Linked DNA regions of Macaca mulatta: region 2 is linked to region 1. Evidence: chromatin contacts called from public Hi-C data. All regions are on one chromosome and are shown on one strand. The core of a region is the stretch at or near the end of the contact, and the rest is flanking DNA. Distances in the headings are between cores, read along the strand shown. Region 1 holds the start of KCNA2 (potassium voltage-gated channel subfamily A member 2). Region 2 holds the start of KCNC4 (potassium voltage-gated channel subfamily C member 4).

Evidence for each region. A called contact is a pair of places that touch in the nucleus more often than the background predicts.
Region 2: a Hi-C map of fetal cortex germinal zone shows a contact between it and region 1, with 4 times the contacts expected there. The contact joins the promoter of KCNC4 here to the promoter of KCNA2 in region 1. A contact is called at or near these places in 2 of 14 Hi-C or Micro-C datasets (fetal cortex germinal zone and fetal cortical plate).

What each region holds. Positions count from the first base shown.
Region 1 is chr1:129,584,470-129,591,088 of T2T-MMU8v2.0, forward strand. KCNA2 (potassium voltage-gated channel subfamily A member 2) reads left to right here and starts at 2,314. Exons shown (of 2, transcript NM_001265976.1): 1 at 2,314-2,649; 2 at 3,095-4,883. The coding sequence starts at 3,256. The coding sequence ends at 4,755.
Region 2 is chr1:129,982,545-129,989,446 of T2T-MMU8v2.0, forward strand. KCNC4 (potassium voltage-gated channel subfamily C member 4) reads right to left here and starts at 2,899. Exons shown (of 4, transcript XM_015147986.3): 1 at 854-2,899. The coding sequence starts at 1,522. LOC144332184 (a long non-coding RNA gene) reads left to right here and starts at 626. Exons shown (of 3, transcript XR_013400000.1): 1 at 626-753; 2 at 3,857-3,917.

The sequences.
Region 1 (6,619 bases), core at 1,064-3,563:
CCCGGGCCCTGGGGGAGGGAGTCGGGGAGTGGTGAGGGCCAGCCCTGCAGTGCTGCCTGTTCCTGCGGCTCCTGTCGGTGGGGGCGAACACAGCAGAAGAGTTTCTGCCACACTGCGGGCCGCACCTGCTGCATTTCCCTGTGAAGCCAAATCTTTGCTGGGTAACAGGGAGGTGGGAAGCCGATCTGGAGAAGGGGTCGCGACGGCGGGAGAAAGGGCAAGAAAGGGGTCTGCAGATCCTGTCTGGCGGCACCACAGTAATAGCAACACGTCTCCCGCGGGGCTGGATCCCGCCGTGGGCCTGGGATAGCTGCTATTGATTATCTCCTCCTTGCCTACTTCATTACGTTGGCAGGAGCCTCTCTCACCAGCGCCCCTCAACTTCTGCCCTCCCCAGTCTCCCCGGCCCAGCAGCACCCAGCTGAGCTCTCCTGGAGGTTCTGGTTAGTAAGCCGGGCTCTGCCAAAGAATGTTTTCCTCGCCGGGCGGGGGCTGAGGCCCGGGGGCCAACGAGGTGACGAGCTCGGTGGCGGCGGCTGGCAGCTTGCCGCCCCAGCCCTGGCCCCCACCGGCCCCTTTAATTGGAGTTCGCCGTGGAGCCAGGTGCGGCGCTGCGTGGCGCGGTGCGGCTGCGGGCGGCGGCCGGGAGCTCCGTACGCGCCGCCCGCGGGACTGCAGAGCCGGCTCCCGGCTGGCCGCCCGCACCCCGCCGCCGCCCGCTGCTGGGGTTCTGCCGGCGCTGGCCGTAACCCAGGAACATGGAGGCCCCGGTGCCCATCCGGAAGGGTAAATCTGTGTCGGGGCGTTGCGTGGCGCGTGCTGCCTTCCCTGCCCGGCGGCGGCGCCCAAAGGGGCTGCGGGGCATCCGGCGGCGCAGCCTGCAGCGCAGCAGGCTCGGGCTGAGTTCCGGGCGGGCAAGCCCTTGCCGACCACTGCAGTCCGCTCGGCAAGTCCTGGACCGGGGAGATCAAGGGGAACTTGCACCCTGCTCAAGAAGAGTGCACAGAATGGGCTCGGGACCCTCTGGGGTTTGCGTGGCGCGGGGCGGAGGGCACGGAGAGGAGCTGGTGGGTGGTGGGAAGTGCAGCTGGCAGCATAACCAAGTCTGGTAAATAGCGCGGGTTGGAGGACCTGAACCACTTGGGACGGCCGGGCTGCATTCGCCTCTACGGCACAGAATAACAAACAGCTTTGCTGCAGAGAGGGCTTTCCCCTTCGCTGGGGCCGTGGACTGCAGCCGAGCCCCCGCGCTTAAAAGGAAGCTGGGATCTGGGGCAGCAGCCTGGCGCCGGCTACTCCCCACCCCCAGAGATCAGGTTCCGGGATTTTTGGGTGGAGACTGAGCCTCGGCGGTCCCTCGGCTGGACCCCGGGGGCTTAAGAGCTGAGCTGCGCTCGGGCCCGCAGCAGGAGCCGACCGCGCGGGCAGGAGGGGGTTAAGGTGGCGCTAGCGGCCGCGGCCAGCGGGAGGGTCTGGTCCTCTGCGCCGAGGCGAGCGGTGAGCGCGCCGGACGGAATCCCGGCCGGAGCCCGGGGCGATGGGGAGAGGGCCCAGACCCCTCCCCGCCCTGGGGCCTGCGGGATTGGGTCGGCAGGGGGCCAGTCCGGAAGCCGGCTTCCTCCAGGCTCCCCCTCTCGCTGCTGCCAAGCAGCCTCACAGCTAGGCAGGCTGAGCGTTTGTTCTGTGCTCCCTGCTGAGGAGATGTGAGGGATTTTCTCTTGGGGGAGAAATCAGTGGTCCAGCGACTGCCCAGCTCAAATGCCACCCGGCTCAGAGGGAGGCCTGCGGCCCAGGGATCCCGGAGGGAGAGTAAGTTCATCCAGCTTTCGTACAGTGCCGACTTTGTTGTGTGGGGTCTCCCTAGATGCGCTCTGAAGCAGTCTGTGTGTGCTGGGGGGGTGGGGTGCTTCTTTTCCAGGACTGGCTGAGGTCAGAGCTTGTAGACAGGCTGCAGTGAGCTAAGCCCTCCTCTTGGGAGCTGCTGTGCCCTGACATGTGGGGGTAGGAGTGCTTCTTCCAGAGTCCTTCCTGAGAGCAGCTGGGGACTAGGGACCTGGATCAACACAGGGTGGCCCCTGGATAAGGCAGGCCCAGCTAAGCCTGAGTCTTGCTCCCTGGGAGAAAGTGCTTCAAGCTGATGGGAAGCCTGCCCAGAAGAGGCAGGAAGGCTGAGGGATAGTCCTCAGGCCTGGCATCAGAATGGAGGGTGGGCATGGGGGCCTGTCACTTCCCATGAGGGAAGCTCCTAGGCCCTCCTAAATCTTGGCAGCTGCCCAAATGCCCTGGTTCCACCTTGCTGCTGTTTTTTTCCAGGCAACGTCACACCTCCTGAAGACAGCCAGGACTCCAGCTTTTGCTGAGCTTTGCATCTTGCCTCCTTCCTTCAAAAGGCTCCAGGCCCATGCTCGGCTGTCTTCAAGTCCCGCATGCCCCTGGCCAGGCATCACATCGCCCCTCCAGCCCAGCCCAGTCCTAGAGCTCACCTCCAGGACCCAGAATCTGCCCTCCTGCCCAGAATGACTCACCATTATTTCTAGCTGGAGTGAGAAGACGTGATGGGGAGTTGGGCTGCCTGTTTGTGCATCTAAGATTCCTGCAGCATCTGATCAGCTCTGCAAGGAAGAGAGCTTCAGGTTCCTGTCTGGTCAGGTAAATCAATCTATCATTTAATAACAACCTTGTGTAGAATCATTAGGGTAGAGGCCAATGAGGAAGACCCAGGCCCAAGATCCCCCACCGTGAATACCTCCCTGGGTACGAGTATCTGAGACATTAGTGCAGCACCTGGGAGAGGGTCCACTTTTAACCTATTAGCATGGGGTTATGCTCCACGAAGCCTGTGTGGTACAAGTGGGCCTGTACCAGCCACCTTCCCCCAGTGCAGGGCATTCCAGAGGTTCCTTGAGAGATTGCTACCTGCTCCCCCTGATCCCCAGACAAGTTACAAGGTGAAAGTACATTTTGCTTTGTCGTTGTGGTGGTGGTGATCATGTTTCTGAACTCTTGGCTGAGAGATGGGAGACAAAAAGTGGCAACCCATGTCGGGCTGCCAATGCTGAGTAGCCGCATGTCAATAACTGCCTCTGTCTTTCAGCCAAGCGAGGCTGTCTCTCCAGCTCTCAGAGAGCTCTCGGGGCTCTCCTGCAGGAGACCAGGCCAATGCTCCTGTGCTTCCTGGGGCCAGTAGCAGCACCCTGAGCTCCCTGCCACCAGGCAGCTGAAAGGCATAGCGTGAGGCGCTTCTCAGTCCCAATTATGACAGTGGCCACCGGAGACCCAGCAGACGAGGCTGCTGCCCTCCCTGGGCACCCCCAGGACACCTATGACCCAGAGGCAGACCACGAATGCTGTGAGAGGGTGGTGATCAACATCTCAGGGCTGCGGTTTGAGACCCAGCTAAAGACCTTAGCCCAGTTTCCAGAGACCCTCTTAGGGGACCCAAAGAAACGAATGAGGTACTTTGACCCCCTCCGAAATGAGTACTTTTTCGATCGGAACCGCCCTAGCTTTGATGCCATTTTGTACTACTACCAGTCGGGGGGCCGATTGAGGCGACCTGTGAATGTGCCCTTAGATATATTCTCTGAAGAAATTCGGTTTTATGAGCTGGGAGAAGAAGCGATGGAGATGTTTCGGGAAGATGAAGGCTACATCAAGGAGGAAGAGCGTCCTCTGCCTGAAAATGAGTTTCAGAGACAAGTGTGGCTTCTCTTTGAATACCCAGAGAGCTCAGGGCCTGCCAGGATTATAGCTATTGTGTCTGTCATGGTGATTCTGATCTCAATTGTCAGCTTCTGTCTGGAAACATTGCCCATCTTCCGGGATGAGAATGAAGACATGCATGGTGGTGGGGTGACCTTCCACACCTATTCCAACAGCACCATCGGGTACCAGCAGTCCACTTCCTTCACAGACCCTTTCTTCATTGTAGAGACACTCTGCATCATCTGGTTCTCCTTTGAATTCTTGGTGAGGTTCTTTGCCTGTCCCAGCAAAGCCGGCTTCTTCACCAACATCATGAACATCATTGACATTGTGGCCATCATCCCCTACTTCATCACCCTGGGGACAGAGTTGGCCGAGAAGCCAGAGGACGCTCAGCAAGGCCAGCAGGCCATGTCACTGGCCATCCTCCGTGTCATCCGGTTGGTAAGAGTCTTTAGGATTTTCAAGTTGTCCAGACACTCCAAAGGTCTCCAGATTCTAGGTCAGACCCTCAAAGCCAGCATGAGAGAATTGGGCCTCCTGATATTCTTTCTCTTCATAGGGGTCATCCTTTTCTCTAGTGCTGTCTATTTTGCAGAGGCCGATGAGCGAGAGTCCCAGTTCCCCAGCATCCCAGATGCCTTCTGGTGGGCAGTCGTCTCCATGACAACTGTAGGCTATGGAGACATGGTTCCGACTACCATTGGGGGAAAGATAGTGGGTTCCCTATGTGCAATTGCAGGTGTGTTAACTATTGCCTTACCGGTCCCTGTCATTGTGTCCAATTTCAACTACTTCTACCACCGGGAGACAGAGGGAGAGGAGCAGGCCCAATACTTGCAAGTGACAAGCTGTCCAAAGATCCCATCCTCCCCTGACCTAAAGAAAAGTAGAAGTGCCTCTACCATTAGTAAGTCCGATTACATGGAGATCCAGGAGGGGGTAAACAACAGTAATGAGGACTTTAGAGAGGAAAACTTGAAAACAGCCAACTGCACCTTGGCTAACACAAACTATGTGAATATTACCAAAATGTTAACTGATGTCTGATTGAAACCTATTACCATACTCACAGCTCAATGGAACTAATGCAGATGTTGCATAATAGCCTGCATTGTAGTCAGTGTGTTCTACAGTGTGTATCTGGTTCTGCATGGAAAGCAATAGTTGTGCAAGTGACTTTTGATCTTTTGACTTTGATTTAGGACACAGAATATCTATCATGGCTTTCATGCACATCCTCATCACCGGCTTATGAGTTTCCAAAGACGGGAGTCACCTGTCAAGCTAGGATTTCAGAAAGACATTGAGGCCACCTCATATCCAATACACAGTGCACCATATCAGTGCCATCATTCCTTCCTAATGAAATGCACACAACATCCAGGAGATGCACTCCCCTCCCCGCCATCCCACCACCCCATTTGAGCCCACCTGCCCTTTCACAGAGGAACACAATCATGGTTTAGCTTTAAATAGCTGGTGTTTACTCAAAAGGTCATTCTCATTTTTGCATTGAAAAGAACACACAGTCCTGTGTGTTGGAATTACTTTCTGTGTCACAGGCTGAGGTTTGTGAATTGCAATTGCCAAGTAGATGCTCCGGAGGCTTGTGTTTCATAACGGAAAATGCTGCATTCTGCTTTTTCTCTGCAGTGTCGATGTGAGGGAAGCCCGGGGGAGGGACAGTTAGTATAACCAAATATGAGTTGTCAAGTTTCACATTTGTTCCCTTAGGCCTATGGGGAGAAGCTAACAAACCAACGGACCTCTAAGCCTCTGATTTCACCATTTTTGCAGGCTCCAGGGTCACAAAAACATGTCTGGTTTCTTACTGGAGTTTGCAGACATCTGCTTTCCTACTAATGTGGCCCGGCTACACTGACACTGCAGTGAAATTTACCAGTGATGCAATAGAGCTGCATGGGTGTTTGTTGCATGAATCTCAATATTTAAAACACAGGAGATAACCTATTTTCCTAGTAGCCTACACAGTATTAATATTTAGAGTATTAATAGGCTTGGAATGGTCTTGAACTAGGGGGTTTTTTCCCATCAGAAGGCAAAATCCCTCCATCAGGGGAAAAGATAGACTATTTGGAATGGAACTAAAACTTCTGGCCCCCCAGCCTAGCTATCCCTGTTCTTCTAAACAGGAACGCAGACCTCTGCAAAGCCAGGAGAGTAAGCAGGGAAGGCAGCATCTGAACACCTCACATGACTGCACCTTAGGAAATAACCTAGTCACGGGCATGACTGTACAGTGGACCAGGGCATCTGGTCCTGACAACAGGCAGGTCTGTGGATCCAGTGTATATAAATATATATTGAGTATCTCTCTTTCACGCGTTCCTCTACCTAGCTAGCGATAGAAAAAAAAATTGCATTTGAACATTGTACAAGCTTATGCAATATTTTTGACACAGGGCAATTTATGCATGTGTTTGACTATGTGCACTAGGGTGTATATATATACATACATATGTGTGTATATGTATATACATACACACACATATATATATATTCATTTTCTGGAGTTCAGGTTCAGGAGCAAATCCACTGCTTGGTGGGTTGGCTGTCTAAGAGGCCTAACGGGTTAATTTGTCTCACTGGTAACCCCACTGGGCCTGGGTTTGCTGCCATTGCCTCAGACACTCCAGTATCCATGGATTCCTAGACGTTAGAATTGTCTTTCTGCCCTCCATGTGCTGCAGCTTCAGTTCCCATGGCTGAAGCTTGTCTTACTGAGTGCACAAGGGCCCTGTGGCCCTCACAGTTCCAGCTGTCCTGGGCCAGACCTACCCTGGGCCTCCTCTCTATAGTTCATCCTGTTCATCATCTCCATTTTCACGTTTACCTATGCCACTTGGATCTTATTATCATTTGGCTCTGCATCTGTCACTTTCACGAACCT
Region 2 (6,902 bases), core at 1,649-4,148, 400 kb after region 1:
TACACCCATTTCAAGCAGTAATCTGAACCAGGGCTTTCTGGAAAGAGTTTGTGCTGCAGCAGAAAGAAAAGCGGCAACAAAAATCTGGTATAATCACCAGCAAGCCTGTGGCTGGCCACTGGCCGTGGGAGCCTCCAGGGCCTAGAACATTAGGCCCTTTCTGTTTAATTTTCTTCTCACCCCAGCTGAGGCCAGGACATCCCAGGTGTGCAGGAAGTCTGGGGGGCACGGCATTCTCCCTGGGAGAAAGAAGGCCTCTCCTAAACCTGGAAAGGAGGCTGGATTGTGGTCTCAGCTTTGCCTCTTCTGAGCTGAAGATGCTGAAGCCTATATCCTCCTCTCTCCAAGTGCATAGTTGTGGGCACACTGAGCTGCTGGGAGGATGTAAATGAGGTGGCATCGCATGGAAGCATCTAACAAAACCCACCCTAGTTTCCTTCCTCTCAACCTTGCCTGCCCCCAGCAAAAGGCCAAATTTCAGCTCTCCAGGACCGTAGTCCTGTGCGGAGTGGAGGGCAGCTGAAGATAAGGCGGCCTGTGCAGACCAAAGAAGGTGGTGGAGGAGCTGAGCTGGGCACCCCACTCACTGGAGGGGATGCGGCAAAGCAGGCAGCTGGGACTGGGTCCAAGTAGTAAGTCAAGTGTGTGCAATCTCCTGATGGAGCGTGCAGGGGAGAGGGTGGGAGTGTGTAATTCCCCTGCAGGCCTCGGAGGGGGGTTGAGAGGAAGGCGGGAACAATCTGCGGTGGTAAGGTAAGTCAGGCTCGGTCCCTGCTCCTCCCAGCCCCTACACGCCACCCACCACGGCCCCTTGCAGACCCAAGATGGGGAGACATGGGCTCCTGCCACTCACCCTAGCCGCCCGGGAGGAGTAGGGATCCTCGAAGAGCGCCCACATGCGGGGCTGCCAGCCGCGGCAGCCCCCAGACCCGGCGCCGTGGCCCGCGCCTCCCTCGTGGGGGCCCAATCGCTGCAGGGCCAGCTCCCGTTCATCGTCGCCGGCCTCGTCGCTGGGCCCCGCGCCGCTGCCGCCTCCGTCCGGACTCTCGAAGATGTCGAGCGCCTCCTCGGCGTCGCGGTGCTGCCGGTAGGTCATCCAGCAGCAGGGTTCCACGTCGGTCTCGTCGATGCCCCAGAAGGTGAGCTCCTCTTCGAAGAGCGGCCCGCACACGTCGGCGGGGCAGTGCAGCTTGCCGGTGCGGTAGTAGTTGAGCACGTAGGCGAAGACGCCCGGGTGCCTGTCGAAGAAGAACTCGCAGCCCCCGCCGCCGCTGCCGCCCGCACCGCCGCCATCGGTCTCGGGCCGGCCCCCGCCGTCGGGGTCGGCCAGCCAGGCGAGGCGGGTTCCCGGTAGGGTGCGCAGGGTGCTGCGGTAGGTCTCATGTCGCGTGCCGCCCACGTTGATGATGATCTTCTCCGACGCCTCGCCCTTGGCCATCTCCTCCTTCAGACATGTTTTGGACGGAGGCTTGTTCCCCGACTTGCGCCCGCGGTAGGAGGAGACACACACCGAGCTGATCATAAGAAGCGCTGCGGGGCTCCGGCTTGGGGCGGCCGCTGCCCTCCAAACACCCTTCCCGAGGAGGCAGCGTCAGACGGGGGAGGGGGAGGAGACGAAGAAGAGGCAGGAGACGGCGGCGGCCCCCTCTGCGGCGTGGCCCTGCCCCTGCCTATCCCCCCTAGGACGCGGAGCGGGAGGAGTTGGATTTCTCTGGTGCACAGGTGGTTGGGGTTAGGGCAGGAAGCTCCGGAGAGAGGGAGGCGGAGAGAGGGAGGACGCGGGGAAGTAGAAGCAAGCACACACGCGGTCCCCCGCTAGGACGGGACAGACAGACGCTCTGGGCCGGGGACACGCCCCCGCCGTCACCCCGACCAAAGACAAGGAAGCGCACAGTTCAGGCGCACCGCGAAGGTCCGGGGCGCTTGCGCTCACACTCACACGGGCCACCCTCCGGCTCCCAGACCGCACCAAGCCCCGGAGCAGCCGGCTTCCCCGCAGCGGCGGCAGCGCAGCAGCAACAAGTCCTCCGAGTGGCTGCCGGGGCCGTGCTGACACTCTCACGGCAGCCGGAGCTCCGTGGGCCCGGGCTGCTTGCGGTCAACACGAGGCGGCGGCGGCGGCATGTAGCCTCTTCCCCCCATTCATAAATCCAGCGCCGGGCGAGGAAGGCAGGCGGGGCAGAGCAGAGCGCGGCGGCCAGGCGGGCGGGGGCTGCGCAGGGGCTGCGCAGGGCGAGGCGGCAGCTGGAAAACAAGCGCGCCCGCAGGAGCGAGCCTCGGGTCCTGCGTCCGCGGCTGGGAGCTGAGCCGGACCCGGCGCAGCGCTGCGGGGGCCGAGCTGGGGCGGGGGGGCCTCAGACGGGGCGTCCTGCGCTGCGCGGCGCCTGGGGGGCGGGGCCGCTCTGGGGAGCGGGGCTCTGGGCACTGACGAAGGAGTACCCGGGGCGGCGGCCGAGCTGCCAAGGACACCTGCAGGCTTCCCGCGCCGCGCGGAGAGGGAGCCTCAGCGCAACGCCCCGGCGCCGGGTTCCTGCGATCTGGCGGCGCTGGGAGCCACGCCATCTACGCGTCTGCCCATCTCCGGGCGGGGCGCCGGCCTTGGCTCGCGCGCGGCAGGGGGCGGGCGCGAGGTGGCATAGGGGAGGGGGCGTCTCGGCGCTGGTGGGCTGGGGCCCTAGGGGCTCTTGGTCTCCCTCCGGCGCTGGCAGCGGCCGCCACGCTCCAGTGGCGCCTTTTCTCCGGGGCCCCGCCTCGCCCAGGCGCGCCCTTCGCGGGCGGGGTGGGCGGGGCGGGGCGCGGCGCGGGGCCGATCCGGCTACCTGCAGGCCCCGGCGACCGAGCGCAGTCTTCCTCCCCGGAGCCGAGCCCAAACCAAACGCGTCACCTCCTCGCCGCCAGTGCCCAGCCCAGCGCGCCGCCCCTGCGCGCCTCCGCCGGCAGCCCCTCCCGCCCCCCTCGGCCTTGCTCCCCGCCTCCCCCGGGCCCGCAGCTCCTCCCACTGCAGCCCGCAGACACCGAAGCGCTCTCGACCCCTGACCTCTAACCTCCGCCCGGCTCCGTCGCCCCCTCCCCGCCAAGCTGGTCGAACTGTTGCCGTTTCACTGCGGCTGATGGAAGGCCAAGGAAGAAAGAGGGTAGAGACTCTGTCGCGAGGATCAGGCTGTCCTCTCCTTTCCCAGGCACCGTGTTGGGGCCTTCTGAGCACCCCGCCCCGCATCCTGCGCCTCGGAGGCCCAGCGGAGCCCAAGACGCCCATGGTCTTGATGCTCTTCGCCTCTGTCCCAGCCACCAAAGCCCCCGCGATGGAATGGGGGACGGGTGGCCTTGGGCAGAGAAACGCCTCTTGTGCCAGTTGGAAGGAAACCGTAGCTCTGGCTCTGTTCATCGCGAAACGTGTTATGGATGTGGGGTGGGTGGGTGGGTAGCCCTGAAAAGTCATTAGTTAAAGCCTTTGCTCGTCATTGCTCTGGGGTCCACATAGGAAGTGCCTGTGTCCTGCCTCATGACCCCCTCCTGCTTCTACTCTTATTCCACCCATTAAAATTTGACTTTGCCTGTGTATATGCCTCCTCTCCCCTCCCTAACCCTGAGCTCCTGCAGGCGGCATTGTGCTTTTTCCATCTTGATAGCTCCCACAGTTCCTGCCTCTGAGAACCTGTTTGCTAAGTGATTGAGAAGCTGCCATACCCAAAACATAGGCACCAACAGGACTTTACTGGCCCTATCCCAAGAGCAATTTCCAGATTCATTTGTTTTTGTTAAACAAATGAATTTTACATTTGTAAAATTACCAGAACCTATTTTACATCTTCATATTAATCCCCAATGGTTTTTTTATTTTTTTATTTTTTTACAGCTTCAGGCAGCTTCCATGCCTGTCTGGATGATGTAAGGAGATCTTGAGGCAGAAATGAAAGGTAAATGACACACCTACCCTGGACAGCTGTGCACCTTCCCATTTCCAGATCAGGCAGTACCTAGCTCAACTGGGAATAACAAGACAAGGGCCTGTGTGTGTCTCAGGAAAGGTTAAAAGCCCAGTGCCAATGCAAGGGAGTTTTACAAGCAAGTCTCGTTATTAATGAGGCCAGAAAACCAAAATGGCAATGATCTTTGATGATCTGTACTGATACACAGGGGTGGTGTGTTAATCAGAAACACACATTTTCTGGCACCCCCTTTGTGCCCAGTCCCTGCTCCTCGAAACTGATGTTTGTATTTCAGAGTTTAGCTGGCTTTGAATTTGCTGCAGTGAAAAGAAATATCCCAAGAGTAACTGGGAAGAGAAGACCCGGGACACGCCAGAAGCTGGAGTGAGGAAGAAAGAACCACAGAATATTAATGTAATGAATACCTTTCAAGTCCTATCTGGTCTGTGTCCTGGCAAAGTCCCTTGGGGTCTCTCCCCTGCTTTCTGTCAATCAGGATGACTGAGCTCCGTCATTGGAAGAAAGGGAGTGTAGTGGGTAAGGGGAAAAAATCCATAGTATCCCACCCCGATTGACTTATTCACTCAGTGAATACTTATAGAATACCTACGATATGCCAGAAGCAGTTCCGGGCACTGGAAATACATCAGTGAATAAAACAGCCACTCGCCCTAGTAAATCTGCCCAACTGGTGCTTCCACTCTGCAGTGCTCGTGGATGGTGATGAGCACCTGGGGAGATGGGTAGAGGGAGAAAGTTTCCAGGGAAAAAGGAGGCCAGGAGGGGAGGGAGGGAGATCAGAAAGCTGGGACATGGGCATGGGAACCTAGGAAGAGCTGACAAAAACAGAGGGCCCAGCCTGAGAGAGGCAGCTGGGTAAAGGTGCGTGGGACCAGGTCTCCTGGCTCTGTGCACTGACCAGCTCCGGAGAGGGGAGCTCAGGCTCAGTCCCAAGGCCTCTAGAGAATGCCTCACCCTTACTGGAGATTCATTCTAGAGCTCTGGGCTCACCTGTTACCTGTGCCTCTCTTTGCGAGTCGCTATGCTGCAGTTAGCACTATGGGACTTGTTCCCATCGGTTCTTTGTGTGAGGTCTTCGTGTTCCCTCAAAACGCAGAGCCCAGCTGGAGAAGCATAGGAGAGCCCCCTGCCCAGGCTACTGTGATACAACCTATGGATGTGAGGGTGCTGCCCCCTGGTGGTGCTAGGATGTCCTGGCTCCAGACCTTGCCCTGATCTCTGGGGGCTGTGATGTGGGCAGATGGGGTGGCAGCTGATTCTGGGCTTCCTGTTGATTCCAGGACCTCAGGTACCTCTTCTAGCCTAACTTTGCCATTGGGACTCTGCCTACCCCCTCCCTTCTTCATTCCTCCAAGAACCTTGATGCCTGACAGGCTTAAGCAAGACCACAAAGCAACCACTATTGGAAATTCCTAGTTCCCCAAGCTTCTTTCCCTCAGTTTCACCTTTTCTCTTCTGTCCTCTCCTGAGTGTCCTGGTTTCTTCAGGCTGTCAGGGAAGAGCACCTGTCTGAGAGCCAGTTCACAGACAGTGTCAGCCACAGCGGATTTCCCTCATCAGGGGTGAGGGTGTGGCGAAAGAATAGGAAGAGAGGGCCATGGGAGATTCTAAAGGGGCACCGATGGAGGCTGTCAAACACCTGCACCCTTTCCAGGCCCACCCCCCCCCCCCACCATAATAAGGTCCTCACCCTCTGAATGCTGAGGCTGACCCTGTCCATAGGAAGCTGAGAGCCTGAAATCAAAGCCATTTACCCTTCCCCTTTCCACACTGGGAGCTTTGTATGGGCTCAGCCTCTTTAGAATTACTGGAGCCATCCAATCTCCTCTCCATCTTCCTTCTTTGAAACCCATTTGTGGTGAGGGTCTGTAGGCCAAGGCAAGGTCCTATCCAGTGGTGCTCACACTTTCCCTTTTTGGTATTCTAGCTCCTGCCAGGGACTGACCCTCCTCCTTCAGGTCCAGGCCAAGGAGCCAGCATCCTTTCCCAGCACGCCTTGCTCTCTCCCAGCCTGGAAAATTGAATTGCTTTATCAGAGTCATTGGAGGGTGATAGGGCCTCACCGTTCAGGGGGGAACAAGAGAAGGGAAGGCAAGAGCAGGCTGGCAGCCTCCTGTCTGCGTCTCAGCTCATGTCATCCTGCCTCCCCCCACCCCAAGCAGTCTGCAGAGACTTGCAGGCTCCAAATCAAAAGTGAGAGCCTTCCGGCGGGGGGAGGGGTTGTAGGTCGGAGGAGGCTCTGGGAAGAATCTAGCCCCAGTGATTCAGGTCTTGTGAAGATCAGTAGAAGGGCTCTGCCTCAGGACTGAAAGCAGGGTTGGGTTGCTGGGATAATATAATCCCAGTGAAGTTGTATCTGGGGCTCAAAGGCAACCTTTGAGGGCCCTGCTCTTAAAGCGAAGAGACCAGAAGCTCAGGCCTGGGCAGGGCTCGGGGCCTCATACACTATGGACATGGAGTCATAGGGTTGGAGGGGACCTGAGTGTTAGCTCATGGACACATTCCCCCCACTTAGGGATGTCAGGCCTAAGCAGCAGCAGCGAACTCTGAGAGACTGAGCTAGGGCTGGGGTTGGGCCAAGGACAGAGAACGACGTGGGGGCCACCAGCTGAGTGGACCCTAGAGGCCTCCTTGTTTAAGGCTCCTAGGCTGGGAACTCAGCCTGCATCCAGAGAGTACCCCCCTGTCCCCGCCGGCCGCCCACCACACACACGCTAGCCCAGGGTCCGGCAGGCAAGACCCCTTGACACTTAGCATTTCTCCATCTATAAAAGTACAGATTCCTCCCACCTGGGCTAAGTTCCAGGAAAAACTGGTTCATTCCATTAGAGTAGTTAATTAGTCCTGATGGGCCGGTTCCCTCCAGCAATGTCCTGGGGAAAGGGGAAGCAGCTGTCTGGCGAGGCAGGCCAAACTCAGGTTCCTTTTGGGTGCCCCTGAAGTCCAGGGATT